4 separate regions of the Mus musculus genome follow, and all the other regions are linked to region 3. The links are chromatin contacts, called in public promoter capture Hi-C maps. All regions are on one chromosome and are shown on one strand. The core of a region is the stretch at or near the end of the contact, and the rest is flanking DNA. Distances in the headings are between cores, read along the strand shown. Region 1 overlaps Rundc3b (RUN domain containing 3B). Region 2 overlaps Rundc3b (RUN domain containing 3B). Region 3 holds the start of Abcb4 (ATP-binding cassette, sub-family B (MDR/TAP), member 4). Region 4 has its middle 35 kb from the start of Slc25a40.

What was found. Promoter capture Hi-C pulls out the DNA fragments that hold promoters and counts their contacts.
Region 1: a promoter capture Hi-C map of neural stem cells shows a contact between it and region 3. The contact joins the enhancer-like site here to the promoter of Abcb4 in region 3. A contact is called at or near these places in 10 of 39 promoter capture datasets (the 3T3-L1 cell line, 3T3-L1-derived adipocytes, the C10 cell line and 5 more), 2 of 115 datasets of contacts at active chromatin or transcription factors (large pre-B cells and stem cell-derived neural progenitor cells) and 1 of 9 other capture datasets (adipose tissue).
Region 2: a contact with region 3 is called in a promoter capture Hi-C map of embryonic stem cells, with 6 times the contacts expected there. The contact joins the enhancer-like site here to the promoter of Abcb4 in region 3. A contact is called at or near these places in 17 of 39 promoter capture datasets (the 3T3-L1 cell line, the C10 cell line, the HPC-7 cell line and 10 more), 3 of 15 datasets of contacts at CTCF or cohesin (the NIH/3T3 cell line, large pre-B cells and pro-B cells), 5 of 484 Hi-C or Micro-C datasets (the C2C12 cell line, CD4 T cells, cerebral cortex and 1 more), 4 of 115 datasets of contacts at active chromatin or transcription factors (bone marrow-derived macrophages, embryonic forebrain, embryonic stem cells and 1 more) and 3 of 9 other capture datasets (adipose tissue, embryonic stem cells and liver).
Region 4: a promoter capture Hi-C map of the C10 cell line shows a contact between it and region 3. The contact joins the enhancer-like site here to the promoter of Abcb4 in region 3. A contact is called at or near these places in 10 of 39 promoter capture datasets (the C10 cell line, the HPC-7 cell line, cranial neural crest and 4 more), 1 of 15 datasets of contacts at CTCF or cohesin (the NIH/3T3 cell line), 1 of 115 datasets of contacts at active chromatin or transcription factors (large pre-B cells) and 1 of 9 other capture datasets (adipose tissue).

What each region holds. Positions count from the first base shown.
Region 1 is chr5:8,510,266-8,514,770 of GRCm38.p6, reverse strand. Rundc3b (RUN domain containing 3B) reads left to right here. Exons shown (of 11, transcript NM_001347311.1): 9 at 2,364-2,510. Among named protein-coding and RNA genes, the nearest start is that of Abcb1a, 55 kb to the left of the region's middle. Within about 2 kb of position 2,445, at least 2 of the 459 cell types and tissues checked have an H3K27ac peak or open chromatin away from gene starts, as enhancers often do. A contact at or near this core is called in neural stem cells, where this site is marked.
Region 2 is chr5:8,486,368-8,490,459 of GRCm38.p6, reverse strand. Rundc3b (RUN domain containing 3B) reads left to right here. Exons shown (of 11, transcript NM_001347311.1): 11 at 1-124. Among named protein-coding and RNA genes, the nearest start is that of Slc25a40, 66 kb to the right of the region's middle. Within about 2 kb of position 1,594, at least 35 of the 459 cell types and tissues checked have an H3K27ac peak or open chromatin away from gene starts, as enhancers often do. A contact at or near this core is called in embryonic forebrain, embryonic stem cells and neural stem cells, where this site is marked.
Region 3 is chr5:8,892,078-8,896,679 of GRCm38.p6, reverse strand. It overlaps Abcb4 (ATP-binding cassette, sub-family B (MDR/TAP), member 4), which reads right to left and starts at 2,959. Exons shown (of 28, transcript NM_008830.2): 1 at 2,773-2,959; 2 at 2,516-2,592; 3 at 53-107. The coding sequence starts at 2,586.
Region 4 is chr5:8,455,456-8,460,111 of GRCm38.p6, reverse strand. No RefSeq gene overlaps it. Among named protein-coding and RNA genes, the nearest start is that of Slc25a40, 35 kb to the right of the region's middle. Within about 2 kb of position 2,656, at least 42 of the 459 cell types and tissues checked have an H3K27ac peak or open chromatin away from gene starts, as enhancers often do.

The DNA.
Region 1 (4,505 bases), core at 1,196-3,695, 380 kb after region 3:
ATAACTTAGTTTTAGGCAAAAGTTTTCTGTGGACAACTGTTATGATGTAACCTTTGTGAAACAGTTCTTTTAAATTAGAAATTGTAGCAGGCAGTGGTAGTGTGTGCCTTTAATCCCTCACTTGGGAGCCAGAGACGGGCACATCTATGTGAGTTCAAAGCCAGCCTAGTCTACAGACTGAGTTATAGGACAGTAAAGAAAAAAGGTTTGGATAGTACAAAGAAAAACCCTGTTTATAGATAGATAGATAGATAGATAGATAGATAGATAGATAGATAGATAGATAGATAGATAGAAAGAAAGAAGAAAGAAAGAAAGAAAGAAAGAAAGAAAGAAAGAAAGAAAGAAAGAAAGAAGAAAGAAAGGTAGGTGTGCTGGTACCCATTCTTAGCAGAGTCTGCTAGTGCAAGTTATTCACAGATGCACAGTTGTAGTTCTCAAACCCTGATGGGAATGTTGCCTGACATCTCCTCATAGCTTTGAAGCTGAGTTTTCCATTGATATACATTATAAACCTCCTAGGGAGGGAATATGTAATATAGAAAAATTTACTATGAAAACCCAAAATAATGGCAGTGTATTGTATTGTGGTAGATTATCATGCTGATAATCCTTATTTCTTCTTTTTCTAACAATCTTAGATTTTCTGTAAAGTTTTGTTTTCAATAAGTAAACAATGTTAAGACACCTTGAAAGTCTTTTAAATGAGTTTTATGTCTTTTTCCAGTGAAAGGAATTGTGTCAACTGTCCAGAAAAAAAAAAAGTATCTTAGTAAGAGTCATTCTCCCTGACTTCTTAGTATAACATTATGAGACAAAATCTAGTATGTATATTAGATGATATTTCTCTGTGTATATAGTAAAACACATAATTTAGCAGACAGTTATAAAATACAATGTAAAATCAGAACTACTCCATAGCCCACTAAGACATGTAAACACAGTTACTCTGTAGACCCACTGTTAATAGTCAGAGGCTTATGCTAGCGATTGTCTGTAGAGTAGGATTGTGCTGCCAACTACTGACCCACCCACTCCCTTCTCCTGCACCCAGAACAGGGCTGTGGGCTGAGGAGGTTAGCAATAGGTATCCATCACAAGAGCAGGGACTCCTGACATGACGACCCACAGTCTTAGTGCACAGTAAGCTCATAGGCTTCTGTTTGAGAATGCATGTTGAACAGATGGCTTATAAGGCTTTGAGAGATATAGTCCCTTTGCTTTTAAATTTTCTTTAATCAGTTCAGATGTTGAATTAGTCTTGTGACAAAAATCAGTTGCTTCATGTAAATTAAAATTTTGGCAAAATTTTAATTCTGTTGCCAGTTGTTCTTATCAACTAACATTCTTATAAGAAGAACTTGGCGAAAGATTGCCAGTTGATTATAGCATCTAGTACAGTTGATACTTGATTTAATGATTTTTATGAAACTTTATTAATAGTCATTTCTGACAAAAGCAGTTTAGTAGGTCTGGAAAGATGACTTGGCAGGTGAAGGCAGCATGGAGTGCTTTGGTAGAGGACCTGACTCTAGTTCCCGCCATCTAAGGTCCTCCAGGGGACCTGGCACCCTCCTCTGGCCTCCAAAGTATATATGTATACACACCACACACATACATACCATACACAGACACACTCACAGACATAGTTAAAATGTTTACAATTAAAAGGGAAAATAAATAGAGGAAATTTTTTAAAATAAAAATATTATTTAGCTGGGCCTGGTGGCGCACACCTTTGATCCCAGCACTCGGGAGGCAGAGGCAGGCGGATTTCTAAGTTCAAGGCCAGCCTGGTTTATAGAGTGAGTTCCAGGACAGCCAGGGCTACACAGAGAAACCCTGTCTCGAAAAACCTAAAAAAAATAAATAAATAAAAATGTATTGCATGAATTTTAAAATTTCATATATTTATAGTATTTAAATTGCTTTTTAACTGATCTTTTTACTTGAGTTAAATTATTTTCAATAATTCTTTGTTTTCAAACCAGGAGATCATAGACATGGAATCTATGTTTTAGCTAGGATGCCATTGCTTTTGGTTGAGGTTTACAGTGATGTTGGACCCTTTAGTTCTTCTACTAAAGAGTTAACACCTCATTGGAGAAGACAGGAAGTCTAATTTACAGTAGTAGTAATTGTTCCTAGCCAGCAGAGAAAGTCTAAAGAGCATGTGCTGCAGAAGATGAAGCAGCAGAGTCCCAGCCAGCTCTGGCCTGTGGTGGCTCCAGTGGTTCCACTCAGCCTAGTGACATACCCTTTGTAAGCAATTACTTTGGGGCCTACATACCAGTTAGGTTCCTCTGCCATTGAGAAAAAAAAAAGAGTAAAAACAAAAGCACTCACCATCTTAATATTCACAGGACTGTACTAAAGAATAATGATTTAAGATCAAGACAAGAGTTAACTGCCCACCTCACCAAGCAGTGGCCCTCCCCAGGAGCTCTGGATGTCAATGCTGTTGCCTTGGATACCTTGCTTTACCGAAAACACAATAAACAGTGGTATGAGTAAGTGTAATGTCTTTTTTCCAACTAATTACACATTTAGTTGTACCAAAACATGTGGCTATCCACTCTGGTATCTCAGTTATTTTTCTGATCGTCCTTAGGGCTGCTTTGATGAGGTTCCCTTAAGAAGCAGGTGTCTGAACATTTGAAGCCAAGGCACTCTGGGGAAGCAAAATACGGGAAGAATTTCTAGGTGGTAGTGTCAGACCAAAATTTCCAGTCATCCCTTAAGTGTATCTATGAACTTGTTTTCATGAGGCATCTATTTTGAAGTTTTAGCTTTAGGATATACTAGCCTAGAATTATTTTTCTAGATTTTTTTATTTAAAAAAATGCCGTATTCAATCTTTTAAAAGTATATAAAAGTTTGAAATTCTCAGTGGATTTGACTTTTGATCATTTTAATCATTCTAATTTTTAGGAGCAATAATACAGTCACTCTATCTCTGAGCCATAATTTCTTATTCCTAGTGTTCAGACTTTCATTTGAAAATCAGGTTATATTAGCATCTTTGGGGTTTTAACACTTTTTCATCTTAATCATTTGTTTCCACTGTATTTTTTTTTTTTTAGTTTAACTTCTAACTTTTCTCCCCATTATTCTTCTCTCCCAGCCCCTTTTCTTTTTTATCTCCTTTCCACCTATTTCTCCATTTTCTATTTTCTTTCTCCCTCCCTCTGACCCTTCATCTTTCCCCTCTTCCTTTATCTGTTCTTCTTTATTGTCACTGGCAAAGTCACACATTCTTGCCTGTGCTTCTTAGGGCACCCTATTACATCACCTTGTGTTTCTGTCCATCCGGCATTCATCTAGATTTTCTGCTTCTTGACTTGTTACTCAAACAGACATAGACATGTCTTACCAGAAGCACTACTTCCACCTTCTTTATGCTTATGATTTTGGGAGTTGTTGTTTATCAGTGATAGGATGCAAATTAAATTTGACCTTGCGTTATTAAAAGTAGTACTAGAGACAAGCTTTGCTTGTCTTATTGATTGTTAAAGATAAGTAGAGGTGAGAAGGCTTCTTGTGGTATAAATCAGAAAATTTTTTTCATCTATTAAATCATTTCTTAGTATGACTCGAGGTGTGGCTTTGACCATTCCATAAATTAGCATAGAGTTCCTGTATGTGTTTACACATGAATAAATGTGTTACAGTAGCTATATCCTATGTGGAGTATAAGTTTACCTTTCTGTGTCACACTTAATTGATAGAACAATATTTGTATTTCAAATTTATAATTTAAAACATAATTTATAGAAATATATTTATTATATACATTACATTTGACACATGAGAAGCTCTTAAATTTACAGTGATGAGCTGGGGATATGGGTTGGTTGATAGATTACTTTATGTTCAAATGTGAGGACCTGAGATTAGATCCTCTTTACACACAATCAGTAGGGGAACATACTTGTAATCCTAACCCTGTGGAGGCAAAGACAGGAAGATCTTGGAACCCACTAACCAGCTAGTGTTGTCCAATCCAAGAGCTCCTGTCTCAAACATCGCATGTGAACCTAGAGGTGCATACATGAAAAAAAAATACACACACACACACGCACGCACGCACACATATGTATCATGTACACATGCTCACTGTTGTGACAAGAGCAGTGGGCTGATCTCAGTCATTAAAGTGTTGAATCCCAGCATGAGGACCTGTATTTGAGCCCTAGTTCCCGTGTAAAAAGCTGGAGGTAGTGACCGGTACTTATAATCCCAGGCTTGGGGAGGCAGCGGCAGATGGATCTCTGGGTCTCACTAGCCAACCAGCCCAGCCAGATTGGTAATCCTTGGGTCCTTTAAGCACACACACACACACAACCAAAAACGCGGACAGCTCCTGTGGAATAGTATCCAAAGTTGGCCTCAGACCACCCATCAAAGTACCCATGAGTACTGAAACTCACTCACATAAACATGAACAGATACACATTGTGGCTATATTAAATCTGCAGAATCTTTCTTCACAACATCCACTTCAT
Region 2 (4,092 bases), core at 345-2,844, 400 kb after region 3:
AGTGGTACTGTTTATTTTTCAGAACTCCACAAAGAATGCTGGCTATGTCTATCTTTCCATCTGTATTTTGTTGCCTCGATGTACTATATTTGTTGCATGTATATTAAAGATTTTTTTAACCATACAGTACTGGTCTTTTTCCTTGACAAATATAGTTACCTGGTTCAAGTGTTTACTGAACTTCCATTTCAGCACATAGAATAAATATTGAGGACTAATTAAATCCAACACACTAATGGATATGATTGGAGAAAACCCTTCTGTTGAGATTGAATATTATACATACTTTTAAAATATTCCTTATATAGCACATGACATTTTGAGAGTTACTGACTACATATAGGACAATGGTCCCAAGTAACTGAGAGAAGTTGAAAAATTCCTATCCCTTAGTGACATCACAACTCTCTAATATAAAACTGACAGAAATTCTGATATATTCTGAATTTCTTATAATTCAAGAACCAAAGAGTAGAGGGAAAGATAAAGTCCAGTCAACTCGTAGTTTACAGGCAAAACCCGGACACGGTTATAGTCATGGCCTGGAAATATGTTAACATGTTGCCATCATGTGGCCATATGATGTAATTAAAATTTGTAGTAAAGAATATAAGGCACTGAGTATAAAACAGATGTCTCCTATATTCCTTTATTCATTTTTTTGAACCTCTCCAGGAGCACCAGGACTGATGTATAACGGACTTGGGGATTCTTTCCAAAGAGTCCTTCTCATCACAGTATGTATCAGTCTACATATCTATATACATGATATGTAGCGAACAGTGTATTTCCTGGCTTCCCCCACTGTGTGTTGTAACATAGATACAGGCACGGCAGAGAGTAGCTGATTTTTTTTTTTTTTATTAAACTCAGCCTAAACTGTGTATAAGCCCTTTTCCTGTTAACAAGGCAGTGGCCCTCAGAGTCTGGTGACATGTTTCAGCAATCTGGCAAAGTGTTCTATCTGCAGTAAGAATTGCAAATCAAATTATGTTTTCACATTCAATTTGCAAGTGTTTTCTGCAGATTTTTTTGATTTATGTTCATTAAGGAGACTGGACTATAGTTTCCTTTTTTATTATGTCTTCATGCAGTTTTGGTATCAGGTTGATTATGGTTTCATAAAATGAGTTTAGTAGTGCTCTTTGTTCTTTCTGACAAGATAAAGGCAACCAGAGACAATAAAACATTTAAATATATTAGATCTACCCCAAATGAAAAAATTCTTATTGTGGAAGCTGTATTCTGTAGCCATGAACCCCACAGTACACCCTTTTGTTCTTATTGTGGAAGCTATATTGTGTAGCTGAGTATCCCACAGTACACCCTTTTGTTCTTATTGTGGAAGCTGTATTGTGTAGCTGTGTACCCCACAGTACACCCTTTTGTTCTTATTGTGGAAGCTGTATTGTGTAGCTGTATACCCCACAGTACACCCTTTTGTTCTTATTGTGGAAGCTGTATTGTGTAGCTGTGTATCCCACAGTACACCCTTTTGTTCTTATTGTGGAAGCTGTATTGTGCAGCTGTGTATCCCACAGTACACCCTTTTGTCTCAGCAGCTTTACTTGCAAATGCTTTCTGCAGTGCATCTATTGGTCTGGTTCCAGAACTCTGGCTTCTGTTATACTATCAATACTGGAGCCTCCCTGGGACTCCTCTGGGATATCCTGTCACTGCCCTGTGTCATGGAGATCCTGTAGTTTTGGATTGCAGGACTGGCCCTTTCGCACTCTTCGACAGTTCATAGATGGGGTAGATGTTGGGGAGGGTCAATGTTAAAGTCCTGGATTTGGGCCTGGCTTGTAGCTGAGCTGGTCAGTACACCAGCTCCCCCATACTGAAACCACCATGGGAGAGCTCTCTGGCAGAACACTGACTAGCCCACCCAATGCTGCAGCCAGCAAGAGGCAGAGCCAGCTCTTCTACTCTCATGCCCTCGTGCCGATTCATCCCAACCCAGCAGGGCCAGCTCTGCTGTCCAGTTGAGGTGTGGGCTGCTCTCCCAAGTACTACACCCAGCAAGGGGCTGTGCCAACTCTCTTGTTCTCATGCTTTGGGACTGGCTTACATGTGACCCCTTGCAACCAAGGACAGCTCTACTGTGCTGACCAGGAGGGCCTGCTGAGTACTGCTCGGAGACAGCTCTCCTGCTCTCATGACCTTGGGGGCCAGCTCTCCCATCTTCCATAGGTGGTGAGGTGGGGGAGGGCATCTCTCCCTTGCCACAGCACCACACATTAGACAAGTGGCCAGGCCAGCTCTCCCACACTTACACCCCAGGACCAGCTCACTCACAACCCCCCAGCAACCAGGGCCAGCTTTGCTCTGCTCCCTGGGTGAGATGTGGGGCCCCTTCTCCTGAGTACTGCAGTTGGAGACTATGGACATCCGCCTGGCCTTTGGTGGGAATAGACCCCTGCTGTTGCAGGTCCATGAACTTAGACATGGCCCTGGCTGGCAGCATGGGCCAGGACCCCACCATAACCCCAGGTGGCATCACCAGCCACCCTCATCAGGCTGTTCTTCACACTCTCAGCAGTTCTACCTCCCTTCACTGTACAAACATCCCTCTCCCTCTCTGTCTCTCCACCACTACTTGCTCATCATCATAATGATGCCTGGGGCCTCTGTGTTTCTGGTGTCATCTCAGGAGTGTTATGTCCCACCCATTCACTGGACATGGATTGCCTAAGGCATGGACTACCCAGCCAGGCCTGCATGACACTGGCTGGGGGGTCTTCTCTGGTGTGGTCTGTCTGACTGGGTAGCATGGTACCTGACTGGCTCAACTTGCTTTTTATAGGTGTTCTGCATCTTGGTGTCCAGAGACAGGGTCCAGATTTTATTCCTGAGTCTTAGGCCTAGTGTTTTCTTTCACTGCGTTATTCAGTGCTTAAAGTTTCACAAAAGACAACTAACTAATGTCATTAAGTATTTTCTAAGTTCTGATGTCTTTGTAGTGTATTTGTACAAGACAAAGCTGAATTTGCCTGCTTTTTTTTTAATCCAGATGTTTTTATTACTGCATCAGCTCTATTAATTCTTATCTGTTTATCTCATTTGGATTAATTTTTGTAGGTCATATACATCTAAACATTCATCCATTTATTTTAGATCTTTCCAATTTAACAGAATATATTTTTAAGATCACTCCTAGTAATTCTTTTGAATTTCATTTGTATCTATCATAATGGCTCTCTTTTTCTCTAGTTTTATTATTCTGGGTCTGAAAATACTTTGGCAAATTTAGTCTTACTTAATTGATCAAATGACCTTGTAATTTTTATAATTTTTCATTTCTATTTCATCTATTTCTGCCCTGTTTTAATTATTTCTTTCAAACTGATTTTGAGTTTGGTCTTTCTGGTTTTTCCAGGTCCCTCAGGTTTGTCATTAAGATTTTGTTGTTGTGTTTTTATTTTCTTTTATTTCTGTAAATTGCTGATCTCTTTTTTTGATCTCTGCATTGACTGACCAATCTATCATTCAGTGGTGTTGTTCAGTCTCCCTGAGTTTGTGACTATTCTGTAGTTCCTCTTGCTATTAATCTGCAGTTCTAGTCAATTGTGGTCAGATAAAATACAGGAGCTTTTCCAGTTTCCCTCTATTTGTTAAGAGTGTGTACTCTGTCCTAATATATTATCTATTTTAGATAAAGTTGCGTGGGCTACTGAAAAAAATATGAACTCTTGAGTGTTCAAGTAGAATATTAAATAGATGTCTCTTAAATCTATGATATATGATCTCATTTAATTTATATGTTCTGTTTACCTTTTGCCTGCATGATCTATCAATTAATTAGAATGGGCTATCACAATCTCCCACCATTATGCTGCTGACTATACCATTGCTGGTGTCTTGTTTTATGACATCAGAGGCACCCACACTTGCTATGTAGATGTTTAGAATTGTAATGTCTTCTTGGTGGATTGTTCACTTAGTCATTACAAAGTGGCCTTCTTTATCTCTTCCAACTAGTTTTGGTTTCAAGTCTATTTTATCAGATATGAAAACTCCTTTATTCCTAGATCTATTTGCCTGGAATCCATTCTCTACTCTGTCCTCTAAAGTATTATCTGCTTTATCTGT
Region 3 (4,602 bases), core at 1,710-4,209:
CCAAATTTGAATGAAGGGCAGGATTCTTAGCACTTAGTATTTCACAACTTACCAGTGTCAACAGGCCAATTAAATTCACTTTCTTCTTCTTTTCTCTGCCTTGGTTGCTGTAAAATATAATTGTTCAAATTTAAAACTGTTATGAGCAATAAATTGAAAATAAACTTTAGCAGCTATGGTTTTGACTCACAACATTTTTAAATACAAGAAGACAACCATTGTCAAAATTATCCAGCTTCAAGCATGCTGCAAGGCAGCCATCAAGTACAAAGGTAACTGTCCAAGGTACTACAAGGACATCTGGATACAGGAGAAAGGGTCAAGACTGCCAGCCTCACAGTCTACAGTGAGGAGATGCATAAAGTAATAATGTTACCAAATCACCTAAATTGTTCTTTTTCTAAGAAAAGTACGAGTTGTTCTATAGGGAGACTGCTTTTCTGGATTATATGGGGAGTGGTTTTAGGAAATACTGTTTTTCTGGATTCAAGATACATCTAAGATTCTGTTACTTCCCCCCCCCCCCATTTTTCTTGCTACATTCCCATTAGAATAGTCCCACTTAACTTCTATTTACATTTGCTTTAGTGTACTGGAAACTGTAGCCAATATAATTACTTAAGAACTCAGGCTACTTCTCTACTCAGGAAATAGCAATGGCTCCATTTCTTCTCAGAGTGAAATCAAAACCTTTATATTGGCTACTCAGTCCACACTCTCTGAGGGTACCATCATGACACCATCCCCCGCTCCCAGCTGCTCAGATAGGCAGACCTGGTTTCTCTGCTACTTTGTGAATGCAACAAATACAGTCCGGACCTCAGGATCATTTAGCTCTAAATTGTTGCTGCCAGAAAATGCTCCCCAAATACCCATGGTTCTTTCTGCTTATTTCCCCTTTCTCAGTAATTGACTTAAAAATAAGACCTACCCTAACCACCCTCCTTAAAATGGATAGACACTTCTGCTATGTTCTCCTAATTTTCTCAGTCTTCATTAATTTTCTTCACACTTGGTACCTTTCAACAGATGGACATTTGCCACTGAATATATACAAGAGAATGTGCCACAGGCTATGCAGCATATCTAGAACAGGTATATTAGCCCTCCTCAGTTTGTTGTGCCTAACAGAAGTGGGCTTAGCTTTCCTTGAAGGTACCGCCCTTGGTATTATTATATAAAAATTAGTCCCATATTTCATTTTGTAATCTTACAATATCAAGCTAGTTCTAACTTTGTGTATTTCGGTTTTGAGGTGTTTCCTTCTTCCTAACCACATGCTGTGAGCTTCTTCTGAGAGCTTCCTGGGCCCTGAGTGTTACTACACCTTTTCCAGGGACTGCTCCTTCTAATACTAGTCAGTGTGCTCAGCCAGTATAATACATAAATAGCCGTCTTCGTGAAAATGCCATCTATTAATAGAGTCACAGTCATCCCCAGCCTAAATTGCCAGATGACAAAACCACATTTTTCTATTAGAAGTAACACCATCCATACATTTGGGGTTTGTTTGTTTGTTTGTTTGTTTTTGTTTTTGCTTTTTTATGACTCGATATGGACAAACCTAAATTTTCTGTGAATAAATGTCACGATTCTAAGAATGAGTAGGGCGATGCCACGGTCCAAAGCAATTAACAGAAGCAATGCTTCAGTTTAAGATTCAGATAGGCATATTTGTCAGTTGGCTAATCAGGCCCCTTGCAGCTTGAGAACCAACTACAGAAGCTGATAAATTTTCTCCCTCTAGAAGACAACTTCATGACACATGTCAGTTTGTTCCGGGTGGCCTAGCATGAACTCAGAGACTGTAATAGCCTCATAAACTATTTGAAGCTGAGGGTAAAAATGATTCACTGTCCCCACAGCGAAAGAGGAAACACGCACACACTTGCCTAGGCCCTTCTGCCTGACAGAAAGCCGTATGTGTGCTTCACTGTGGCTGGGGGAGAACGAGAGTCAGGGAGAAAGACAGACCCACTGGCAGGGGAAGCGTCGAGGTTCACCCTCTTGCAACTGGGGGAAAAAAACTGATTTCGAAGCAGAAGTTAGTGAAGAATGAGGTTGTTCTCCATGTCACCCCCTAGAGAGGAGAAATAGGGCAAACAGTCTACAGATGGGAGAAGGGGAAGACGAGGCAAAGAAGAGAAACACAGGAAGAGGGGGGCCTTGCTTCGCTACCCTTGTTCAGAAGTACAGCCATCAATAGCAGGTGTCTGAAGTTCTACCAACTCGAGTAGCCAGATGATGGCTAAAAAGAGTGAAACGTTTACTTTATAAAAATACAGTGAATGTTACACAACGCCAATATTCATCAAATCACCCGTGTCCAGGGGAGGGGGGCGCTTTTGAAGACAGCCTCTTCTCTCTGAACCTGTTCCAAAAGGAGCCTGGGAGACAGTCCTCAAGAACACTTAAAGACTTCATCCCAAAGGCCGGAGGCATCAACCGGTTCTCACAACTTCTTTTCAGGACTCCGCTATAACGGAAAAGCCAGTGACTCTGCGGTCCTGTATACCTGATGCTGCCTAGTTCAAAGTCGCCGTCCAGGCGCCGTGCTGTTCCGTTTCTCGCTGCCTCAAGATCCATCTCAGCCTGGGGAGAAACCACAGCCTCAGGTCCAAGTGCACCCGGCTCAGCTGCCTGGAGAGGGGGACCTCCAGGCTCCGCGCAGAGCCGGCGCAGAGCCGGGGGCACTGGTGGCAGCCGCTCCCCGGCAGGTCCCACCGCAACTGCCTTCCCTCGGTCCCTTTCTCCCGCCGCGTCCTCCCTCACCTGAACTTCACGCGCGTGTTGGCCGCAGCGGGTGGCGCGCAGACCTGGACTTTGCTCGCCGCGGCTCGTCCCCGCCTCCCACACGCACCCGGCGCCGGCGACGCCTCCCGCTGCGGCGGGGGCGAGGGCCCGGGCCCGCAGGAGAGCTCCCGCAAGCCCCGCAGGCTCTGCAGGCCCCAGCGCCACCAGCGTGTCGCCCTCGCCGCCAGGGGCGCGCGTCTCCGCGGCCGCCCACCCGGGCGAGCTGCCAGCAGCCCGCAACGCAGCACCAGCTGCAGCCGATAAGCCTGCTCGATGCCTCCTCTGGCAGGCTACGGGCCCCTAAAAGTGACTGCCACACCTCCCCCATGCTGAGTTTTCTTTTAGAACACACTGGGGAAGTAATTTCCACCAGTTCAACAACCAGGCGCTCTGAGATCCCAATAGGAAGTTAAGTAGCGAGGTCGCCACTTATGCATCCTCGGCTCGAGTCTATATGGCACCAAATTGCAACTAACACCCCAGATGCTGAAGATTAAGCAGGTCCAGCCCAGAATCGTCAGCTTAAACTCCTTGGAGATGAGGAATATCGCTGGTGTCCCACACGGGGGAGGGCACATAGAGACACAGAACTTGGGGGCTGAAAAGGATTCCCCTATTAAAAGCACACACTTAAAAAATATTATTCATTTTACATCCTGATCTCTGCCCCCTCTCTCGGTACCCGCCTCACACAGTCTCTTCCCCAATCCCCCTTACCCTGTCTTGTCAAGTCTCTGCAGGAATAGGTGAATCCTCTCCCACTGAGACCAGACAAGGCAGCTAGCTTCCAAGCTTCACAATTTGAATTTGATCTCTGCTACAGACATAGTGGAAGGAGACAATGGTCTCTCAAATTGTTCTCTGATTTTCATACATGCATCATGGAACATGTGCACTCCTATACATCAAACCACGTGCAGAAAATAAATAAAATGAGAGAAAAAAGCACGTACTTTTGGTTTGGTTTTCACAAAAGTGAAGACATCGGTGTTCAGAGAAGCTAAGTAACATCTCCATTCCCAACGCTGCATCTTTCAGACTGGCACCGATGCAAAGCCTATTGACTGTGGCTGTTCTGATTTCCTACTCTAATCCCTCCATGCCAAATCGTCTTACTCTTAGGGCCTATGTGAATATGGCTTCCTTGTGAGTTCTCATCGATTTCTCCACTCTTCCCAAAACGAAGGCGCTAAATCAGATAATAAAGCGACACCTTCTGAGCTTCAAGCAAGCAAGTTTCATACTTAAGAGCTTCACAGGTCAGTGTGTGGCTGTGGGCACTGCTTATTTCTCTGGGCTTCAGTTTCTTAAGAGTCTGTCTTCCTTATTAGGTTACTGTGAAAGTACTTAGTGTTGCTTTTAAAACATAGCACCTGTATAATATGTGGCTTGCTTTTCTCCTAGTCCAGTGGCTGAATTTGCGGCTGAGCCTTGTTCTGTGTGGCATTTGCACAATAGCTGTCTAACTGCTTTCCAGACAACCTTAAAGTATGAAGAGTAGAAGAGTTGTCACACAGACCCTGAAGGCAGCTCTGCTCTGCCGTTTACCGGTGCTCTGGCTTTGGATGGGTTATTTAAATCTCAATTCAGTCTCAACATCCATTAAAATAGGGGATCTAGTAAGGTTGGAAACAATGAGTATAAAGTGTCCTCCACACTTACTAAATGACAACTACTGTCATGGTTAAAAGCTTAGAAGAGATGGGCGGGAGAGTAGGGAAGAGCGTGCAGATACATCCAGCTGAGTGTCCTGGGCATCTCCATCTGGCTCTTCACATAGGGGGAGCTGATTGCAACTATGAGATAGAC
Region 4 (4,656 bases), core at 1,407-3,906, 440 kb after region 3:
CAAGCTGATGGGGTAGAAAAACAGTCTTACCTAGCTATTAACACTGAGAGCTATAATAACAACCGTCCTGACAAGATATGCCCACTGGTGCAATAGTGGCACAAATGTTATGGGAACTATTTTATTTCTTATTGGATTTAAAATTTGTTTTACAAGACAGAACTCATACCTGTTACAATTAACCAAACCAAAAATTCATAGGTAGCTAGATCATAGGCCTAAGAAAGAATCTAATACTATCACACTAAATGGACTTAGAGATAACATCCCTACTCCTCAGATTAGCACATCTCTCAAACCTCATTAGACTCTTTTTGCAATAGATGGCAATTAACAGATCTGCAACTGGATAATATGCAAAGAATTAGAGACTGCTAGGTGCTTGTATCTAGATTGGTCATCTGTATGTATCCTTCTCCCTGACAGGATTCAGAGATTTTACTGGGGAAGAATGGGCAGAAAGATTGTAGTAGCCAATGGTCGTGAAAAATCTACAGTGATAGTATTTGGCAGACAACACAGTACCATTGTACACGTGAGCTCACTGTGGCTGGGACTGCATACACAAGACTAAGCCAGTCAATATTCCAGAGGGAATAAGGGAAGGGGTCATGAAGTCTAACACCTAGAGGAGGAACTCTTGCCAACAGATGGCTTCTGGGAGGGATCAGTTTTCTTTAGGAATGTGGCCAATGAGAAGCTACCTACCCATGCTCCAGTAGATAGTCCCACACAGAGATAGCACTAAGTGGACTGACTCAGGGTTTGCTGTATCTTGCTTATTGTAAATCTGAACTTGACATGTTAGAGTTATTTACTAAGAGACACCCTGAATTGGGAAAATGCCTCCATAAGATCTGCCTACAGGAAATGAGTAAGAGCAGATTTAAACTAGTAAATTTGCCTGTAGGAAAGTACCCAGCCCATTGTGGGTAATGTAAATCCTCAACAGGTGGTCCTGGGTGTACACATGAGAAAGTAGTCTGAGGATGCCAGTGCAGACCAAGCCAGAAAGCAGCATTCCTCCATGGCCCCTACATTAGCTCCTGTCTCCAGGTTCTTGCTTGATTTGAGTTCCTGCCCTGACCTTCTTCTACTGGATTATTACTTGGAAGTGTAAGATGAAATAAACCCTTTCCTAAAGTAAAATGGGAGTTTAAATCAAAGAACACATAAGGTTAAGAGGGGAAAAAATAGTGGGTGTATAAAGAAGGAAATGGGGGAAAACTAATAATAACACATCATACGCAGCTATGAAATTCTCAAACAAAAAACAACGAAATTTAACTTTTATTTTAAAATACAAACCATTGTGCTCCTCTGAAGATACCACAGTCTCAAGGCCTCCAGATGATCCACTGCATACAGGGCAAATAATATCAAAGTCTCAAGGCTTACAGGAGGTCCTCTGCAGGCAAGGCAACTGGGCAATAGACCCCACAGTCTGAAGGCCTCCGAGGAGAACAGTGATAAGCAGATCAAGAGCTTGACTGCTCCTGTGAAGACAAAACAGACTGAAGGCCTCACAGGAGATCTGCTGGAGCCAGGGCCACAGGCCTACCAGGAGACTGGCAGCAATCCAGGGACACAAGAGGCAGGCACCAAACAGAGACACCCAGTCCAGCTAATACCAGAGATAACCAGATGGTGAGAGGCAAATACAAGACCATAAGCAACACTATGCTCAGAGTAAAAGGCTGGGAAAAGGTCTTCCAAGCAAACGGTTCCAAGAAACAAGCTAGAGTTGCCATCCTAATATCCAATAAAATAGACTTTCAACTAAAAGTTATCAGTGAGATGAGGAAGGACATTTCATATTCATCAAAGTAAAAAATCCACCAAGAGAAAGTCTCAATTCTGAACATCTATGCCACAAATGCAAGGGCATCCACATTCATAAAAGAAACTTTAGTACAGCTCAAAGCACATGTTGCACCCCACACAATAATAGTGGGAGACTTCAACACCCCAACCTCATCAATGGACAGATCATGGAAACAGAAACTAAACAGAGGCACAGTGAAACTAATAGAGGTTATGAACCAAATGGATTTAACAGACATTTACAGAACATTTCACCCTAAAACAAAACAATATACCTCTTCTCAGCACCTCATGGTACCTTCTCCAAAACTGACCATATGATTGGGCACAAAACAGGCCTCAACCAATACAAGAAGACTGAAATAATCCCATGCATCCTATCAGACGATTACGAATTAAAGCTGGTCTTCAGTAAGAACCAAAACTACAGTAAGCCCACATACCCATGGAAACTGAACAACTCAAGTTGGTGATGCTTACCTCTGTAATTCCTGACCTCTTTCCTAGGTTTCCCATTTCCAGGGTTGTCTCCATTTGTGTTTTCTTTATTGTTTCCACTTCCACTTTTAGGTTTTGACTGCTTTATTCAATTCCTTCATCTGTTTGATTGTGTTTTCCTGTATTTCTTCCTTCCGTGGGGCCTTCCAACTGTGGGGTCTTAAGAGGGGTAGAGGAGCTAAGTATCCGTTGCCCTGGCTGCAGTAGATCTCCTGTGAGGCCTTTAGACTCTTTGGTTTTCAGAGGAGCAGTCAACTTGTTGCCCTGTGTGCAGATGTTCTCCAGGGAGGCCTATGGACTGTGGTTTCTGTTCCCCTGTGTACAGAACTCCAGGGAGGCTTTCAGACTGTTGGGTTACTTGCCCCAGTTGTCAGAACTGATTCTATCCTGTGTGGAACCTGGGGCTTGAACACAGGTTGTTATGCTTGGTGGCAAACATCTTTACCTATTGAGCTATCTTTCCAGATTTAAAATGTCTTAATAAATGTTGACAGATTAACAAATAAAAGCAACAGTCTCTAATTCTAAAATGGGAATTTTAGAATTCTAATTCTAATTTTGGAAAAATGTAAAAGTAATACAGTGAATAAAATTTTCATGTGTCCCTAAATTTATGCCCAAGAAAAGTAGAGAAAAAAAAATCATGTGTCATATGCAAGAACATTTTTGGGGAAAATTGAATTTTACTCCATTTTGTAAAAAGCCAGATATGTATTAGGTTAATGTGTATGTGGTTAAAGGTTTTAATACATTTCTTTAAAAACAGTATTTCAGTAATAAATTATGAGAACTTAACTTTTCTTTAACATTAAACCTTAAGTTTGTATCCTTTATAATAATCATCACTAGGATTGTCATTTTGCCCAAATCCCTAGAAAGAAGCAACTTGAGAGAAGTGTCCATTGTGGCTTATCCCCAGGAATGTAGCTTATCGTGGTGGCAGCAAGAGTGTGAAGCAGGCTGGTTACACTGCACTGCCAACCTAGAGAAAGAGTGCCAACCTGAAGCCCCACCCACAGTGACTCACTGTCTCCATCAAGGCTCTAGCTACTAAAGAACCCACAACTTCTAAAACAAGGCTACCAACTGTGGACTGAGTGTTTAAACATAGGCACGTATGAGGAACGTCTCACATTCAGGCAACAACCAACCACATGACAAAGAACGTGCATATACACTCTGCAAATCCCACGTGAATGCACCAAAAACCTAACAAGCATACAGGGTCAAAAGCTTAGTTTGTTACTATAATGTGATATCTGAGGATAGCCATTCAAGCCAACAATGGTTACATTAATTTAGAAGAGAAAAGTTTTGGAGAAAATTTAAAGAGTAATATTTATTTCAGAAACTAAATGTATTCAAATACTACTATAAAACAAAGTTATTTTCCAAATATTAATGCTAATGAGTTAAAAGTAGGGAAAATGTCATTTTTTAAAACAATTTCTTGTGTATGGGTGTTTTGCCTACACTCTTATGTATATAGACACGTATGTATATATACTACGTGTATGTAGTGCCTGTGGAAGCCCACTGGAACTGAAGCTACAGATAGTTGTGAAGTACCATGTGGTTGCTGGGAAAGGAACTCAGGTTCTCTGGAAGAGCAGTCAATGCTTGTAAGCTGAGCCAGATTTCCAGTCCCAATTTACACTTCTTATCCAGCTGCATGGCTTGCAATGTGTCACTAACAAAAATGTAGTTAACTTATTTTTGTCCTAATCACTTTTTTTTGGCAAGAATAGGGGACCTTTTCCCATATTAACAATAATACTATTTCAAATATGTTTCTATGCTCTGTTCCCTGCTCTTTTCTAACAATAAAAAAGAAATATAACAACTTAAGGGAAAGGTTAAGTTTAATAATGAACTTTCATGTATGTATTTCATAGCATTTTATAGTGATTGTATATGAAAGCCAGTGGTACTTCTAAGCAAGCACAACATATTTTAATTAAAAAAAAAAAAAGGAAAGGAAATCACTTTTGTGGTTTCTCTCTTCCTGTCAACTGTAATGCTAAGTGAAGGCCCCAAAGTAATTCTGATTGGAGAATAAAGATGCCAACAGCCAATAGCTGGGCAGAAGAGACACAGGTGGGCTTAGAGAGACCACAAGGAGAGAGCAGGAAGAAGGCACCAGGAATACAGGAAGAAGTATTGTGTGAAATGTTAAATGGTAATCCACACTATCACTGGCAAGGCACAGGAGGCCAGGCCAGGCCAGCCAGAGTTCTCCCACTAGGATGCTAAGTTCCCATGGTGGGATGTTGCCACCCATGGCCCACACTTCCCAATTCCCGTTGCTGGCTGGGGTGCCCTGTCGTCGTACTT